2 separate regions of the Mus musculus genome follow, and region 2 is linked to region 1. A link is a contact called in public Hi-C data. All regions are on one chromosome and are shown on one strand. Each heading gives the region's core, a stretch centred on a gene start, on an enhancer-like site or on the middle of the called end of the contact. The rest is flanking DNA. Distances are from core to core; before and after follow the strand shown. Region 1 overlaps Thbs4 (thrombospondin 4). Region 2 has its middle 16 kb from the start of Mtx3.

Evidence for each region. A called contact is a pair of places that touch in the nucleus more often than the background predicts.
Region 2: a Hi-C map of cortical neurons shows a contact between it and region 1, with 2.9 times the contacts expected there. The contact joins two enhancer-like sites. A contact is called at or near these places in 1 of 15 datasets of contacts at CTCF or cohesin (large pre-B cells) and 7 of 484 Hi-C or Micro-C datasets (the HL-1 cell line, cerebral cortex, cortical neurons and 3 more).

What each region holds. Positions count from the first base shown.
Region 1 is chr13:92,750,496-92,753,195 of GRCm38.p6, reverse strand. It overlaps Thbs4 (thrombospondin 4), which reads left to right. Exons shown (of 22, transcript NM_011582.3): 21 at 703-842; 22 at 1,384-1,610. The coding sequence ends at 1,445. Among named protein-coding and RNA genes, the nearest start is that of Thbs4, 43 kb to the left of the region's middle. Within about 2 kb of position 1,260, at least 55 of the 459 cell types and tissues checked have an H3K27ac peak or open chromatin away from gene starts, as enhancers often do. A contact at or near this core is called in cortical neurons, where this site is marked.
Region 2 is chr13:92,827,607-92,830,306 of GRCm38.p6, reverse strand. No RefSeq gene overlaps it. Among named protein-coding and RNA genes, the nearest start is that of Mtx3, 16 kb to the left of the region's middle. Within about 2 kb of position 1,271, at least 22 of the 459 cell types and tissues checked have an H3K27ac peak or open chromatin away from gene starts, as enhancers often do. A contact at or near this core is called in cortical neurons, where this site is marked.

The DNA.
Region 1 (2,700 bases), core at 11-2,510:
CAGCAACCACATGGTGGCTCACAACCATCTGCAATGAGATCTGATGCCCTCTTCTGGTGTGTCTGAAGACAGCTACAGTGTACTCATATATAATAATAAATAAATCTTAAAAAAAAAAAAGAAAATGATGCTCAGGGTAAAACGCCATTGCCTCTCCGAGGCGAGGCGCAGCTCACCTTCCCCATGACACTCCACAAGGGTACAGAGCACAGGGCAAGCTTTGGCTAACTCACTCCGGGGTATTGAAGGCTGGCATCCAGGGGCTTCTGTCCCTCAGTGCTACTATGACAACTGAAATTGCCCCCACAACTGCCTAAAGCTACTGATCAAGGCTCTGAGAGTCCACCAGTGAAATCAGCTAGACCAAAGAAGAAAGCGCAGGGCTTCTAGGTACAGTATCCAGAGAAAATAACTCACAAGACAGTGAAGCCACAAAACCACTTGTCCGTGATGTCAAGCTATTTTGTTTTAATTCACCAGCAAGTACCGATCCAGGAACTATGCACCTGACACCATGCTGGGCCTGTTAAAAACCAAGTTAGGGAGCCGTGGACTCTTGGTTCCTGTCCTGGGGAACTTCTAACCTCACTGGGGAGGGACCAACTAGAGTTAGTGGAAAACAACATGTCTGAATAAAGAGGTAAGTACAAGAGTCGGAAGTGGCACCATGTTCCTCACCGTGGACACCTGTGCTCTCTGCAGGGTGCGCTTTTATGAAGGCTCGGAGTTGGTGGCTGACTCTGGGGTCACCATAGACACCACCATGCGTGGAGGCCGACTTGGTGTGTTCTGCTTCTCTCAAGAAAACATCATCTGGTCCAACCTCAAGTACCGCTGCAACGGTAACCTTCATGCTGAGTGCCCCTCAACAGCACAGGGGAGCAACCAAGAAATCTTATTTCTATAACATGCATCCTCCCACCCCGCCCCCCCCCCCCGCCCCAAAGCCTCACCACCACGTGCGTGATGGTGATGTACCCTGCATAACATAAGAGGAAGGCAGAGCCAGGCTTTCCTGCTTCCCAAATCTGAAAATTGAAACCCATAGAATTTAACTGCATGTTTTAGAGTTAGGGGTTCGGTGAGAAATTCCGTCAGTTTAATTTACAGGCAGCCTTTCTTTTTCATTAGACTCAAACATAATCACAGACTAAAAAGGCACTCTGCCTGCTAATTTTCCCTAGGCCTATGAATAAGCCCTGCTGGGCTTTAAGCCAAGGATTTGCAACAAAGCAACCTGAAGTAGAAAATGGCTGCGAGCCTGTGGGAGTCTCAGGCGAGCTGACAGCGCCCCCTACAGGAGGCCTGGGCGGCATGTGGTGGCCATGATTCCAGCCTGGAAGGATCCTCATTAACTAACTACCACCCCGATTCTTGTTGCAGACACCATACCAGAGGACTTCCAGGAGTTCCAGACCCAGAGTTTCGACCGCTTGGATAATTGAGCCAAGAAGCAATCCCACAACTGCCTTCTCAAACACCAAAAGCAACATCTTTTTTAAAACTTCCTATAATTCTCTTTATATTATCATGGCTTTTCTTTTACCAGCCCAAATACGTCAAAACTTTTTATATGAATGTGGAAATAAAGAAGAGACTATTTCTAATAACCATGGTGCTCAGTCGTTTCTAATGGAAGCTCAGGCTTTGGTGATGTGTGTTGTTTTCTGAGGAATCCTTGATAAACTTACCAGATTGGTTTTATTCCCCCACCCCCACCCCCTTGAGTATGTACTGTGTGCCACGGAGCACGGGTATGAACCGGACAGCCAAACCAAAGGTCATTTCTGGGGTGACCCTATTTAGTGCCATGCTAAAGCCTGCTTTCTGTTCACACAGACTCCTCATTCTTGGAATGTAGTCTCCAGGGAAGCCCCCCACCCCCACCCCAGGCTTCGGGAGGAGGTGACATCCTGAGAAACCTGAACTAAGCTTGCCTTGTTCTTCTGACACCCTTCCCTCAGCCTTTCTGTCACCTCCTTCCACAGACACTTACGGATTTGGCTCCCCCTAGCGTCCTGTGAGTCAAATGGAAGAAAACAGATCTTGTCATTCTATGTCTGTCACTGTATTCAGATCCCACAGTACCAGGCAGGAAGCAAACAGCCAGTAAGCATTCGCTGGGCAGTGAAGGGAGAGTGGCTGCCTTTGAGGTAACAAAAACAGTGGGATGTAGGGTCTGGTGACAATGACAGTAGAGCCAGTCACCATGTGTACAGGGCAGAAGCTTTCTGCAGCTGTGTACTAGCCGATACTTTCCAGTAGTCAATCAAGATACCCAGAAATTTTATAAATCCCCTTGAGATTTAATTCTAAAGAAGTTTGGCAATTTATTTTATTATTATTTTATGGTTTTAGATGGGTTCTCATATAAACCAGACTGGTCCCAAACTCTCTGTGTGACCAAAGATCACCGTGAGCTTCTGGTCCTCCTGCCCCGACTTCTTCATACTAGGTTTAAAGGTATGCATCATACCTGGTTTCGTGTCCTGCTAGGTATTGAATTCTAGGCATACTAAACCAGCTGAGCCTCAACCACAGCTCAGCAATGTATTTTTCATTCCCATAATTCCCTAGAGTATCATAAATTATAAACATTCCTCCCACTTTTACCATGGCTATAGTATTCAGAGTTCACATGGCTGCCAATGACTCTTCTCAATCTCTGGGTGAAACACATCTACAGCCCTTCCTAAATTC
Region 2 (2,700 bases), core at 22-2,521, 77 kb before region 1:
TCCCAGGACGAAGAGAGTTTGTAAGCTGTGTCATGGTTTATAACTGTGAGATAGTTCACAGTTCTGAGAACCTTGATGTCCATGTTCACCTAGGTCCCAGAGTAATGACAGCGAAAAATAAAGAGGTGTCCAGAAGAAGGGTGCCATCAGAGATGGTGGCATATGTGTCAGCTTCTTTACAAAACAGTTCTGAATGTAAACACTAGTGAGCTATTACTCATTCTGATTCTATTTGTTCAAATTATGTATGGTTGCCTGCCTGTGAAAATTTCACACAGATTTTCTATGCACGTTTCATATATGATCTACAACATCCAGTAAGCACACAATGAATGCTTGTGGCTTATTCAACAGCCAGTGCCTCAAGCACTCTTTGATCCTTTTCCAGCAGCTTCCTCAATGTCTGCTTTCTCTTTTCACCCTGTCCTCTTCTGCTAGAGCAATGCCCTGACCGGAGGCACTGGATTCTCATTTCACTGGAATCCCAATATGGGATTCTGCTCCTACCTTTGGTTCTGTTGTAGGTGTGGGCAAGACTGTTATGTGTTTAAGCACAGCTTAGATGCCTTCTCACTTGGTGATTGGCATGGGTAATAAGGTCACCTTGAGCTTTTGTCTAGTTGCCCATTGTGAAGCACTGTGGTTGGCTACTGGGCTGGGAGAGATGAAGGTGTCTATCATCAGTGGATGGGGTATGGAAGGTTTCCTATAATGAACCTGATAGCTGAGTAGTCTAGTCTAAGCAAATGTTTATTATTCCACATATGTTTTTTAATTGCCTAAATGTTACAAGCCTTTCATTGCTCTTCAAAGGAGAAACGGAGTCTCGAGTCATATTTAGGGGAGGGGAGAAAGAGGGAAAGGGAATAAGAACAAGGCCAGAGAGGCCGAGGCTAAGGAGAAGAAATAAGTAGGAAGAGGAAACAGAAGAGAAGAAACAATGGTTCTAAGCAGAGCGGGAGGCCACCATGCACTTCGCTAGGCTAAGGGTCCTATCAATCAGCTTTCTGATAGATAACTCTCTATCTATCATCTCCCATTGATAGAAAGCCTCACTCAGCTGCCAGCAGCATATGGGATTCTAAAACCCACCCGCAAAATAACTTCATCCAATTTAAAGCAGCTCCCACAACAGACAGGAAAGAGGAGAGAAGAGGCCGGCAACCACAGCTGCCCCAAAGAGCAGGAAAAGCAGCGAGCATGCGTGTCTGAATGAGCCTCCTTCCCCTTGGGGACAAAAACAGACGCCTTAGCCAAGTTCAAAATGAAACTGCCTTTCCCTCCAGACCCCTCTGCTGCCGTCACTGTATAATTTACTGTAATTTACCAGCTCGTTGTCTGCATAGTTAATCTTCCTCTTTCGCATCTGGTATCTGTCTTCAGAAACAGTCTGGTGAGACATTCCGCAGAGGATCTTCATCTATTGTAGATTTAGAACATTCCAGGTCTGTTTCTTTAAACGTTGAAAGTGAAGGTGAGTTCAGGGAATTCTGGGACAGCAGGTGTGGGGATCCTGATGTCATCAGAATGAGTTAGGGCCAGACAGGGGGAAATAAAGGATGCTAACTTTTACAGCTAAGAAGGTTCTTAAAATCTGCTTGGCTGCCTCAGTTTCTACATGTGTCGGGCAGCTTTCACTGGGACCCTGAGCCTTCCTGGCTGAGTTGAAGCTGACTGTTCTATGACATCATTCAGGATTGCCTTAACATTTAATTTTTCCTCCAGATGGAAAAAAAATCGTTGATTCATTTCACAGAAATTTGTTGTAATTTGGGTGTTTGTCCCCAAACTTATGCATTGGAAACTTCATTTCCAATGCATCAGGGTTGGTAGGAAGGAGTTTAGGTCCTGGGGAGTGGAACTCTCATTAAATGGGATGATATCATTTCTCATGGGGGGGTTAATCTAGAGATTCGAGGCAATACGTCAAATTACCCCTCATATTTTGCCTCCTTTACCTGTGACACAACACACAGACCCTCACAGGATGCTAGCACTTGCCACTGGACTTGAGAGCCTTCATCCCAGAGCTTAATGTTCTCTCCATGTTCATTCTGCAGGATAGCAGGAAAAATTAAATGTTAAGGCAATCCTGAATGATGTCATAGAACAGTCAGCTTCAACTCAGCCAGGAAGGCTCAGGGTTCCAGTTGCAGCTTGGCTGCTCCTCATCCACTATAGTCAACTGTCCCTCTGCTGTGGTCTACAAAAATTCTAGAAAAGTGTAGAAATGAAGAGTAAGATGAACTGGTTGTCCATTAAGACAAAGCTGCAACCTTTAGCATTCTGTAGTTATGGCAAATACAGAATGAGTGGTCAACTAGAATTATAGAGAGCTGGGCATGATGGCACATGCTTTTAATCCAAGCTGTTGGAAGGCAGAGGCAAACAGAGCTCTGTGTGAGTTTCTGGCCAGCCAGGGCTGTGTAGTGAGCCTGTGTCTCAATCAATCAATCAATTAAAATAGATAATTATAAAAACACTAAACCTGAAGCCATAATATATACATGAACAACCTGGTGCCTCCTCTTCCCTGAGCTCTGAGGGGAGGGATTCAATGGAGACATCCCATTCAGAGCTGTGTGCCCCAAAGACTCTCTGTATAATGTCTGGCTGTGGGTCTCTGCATCTGCTGCAGGACGAAGCTTCTCTGATGATGGTTGAATAAGGCACTGATCTATGAATACAGAAAAATGTCAT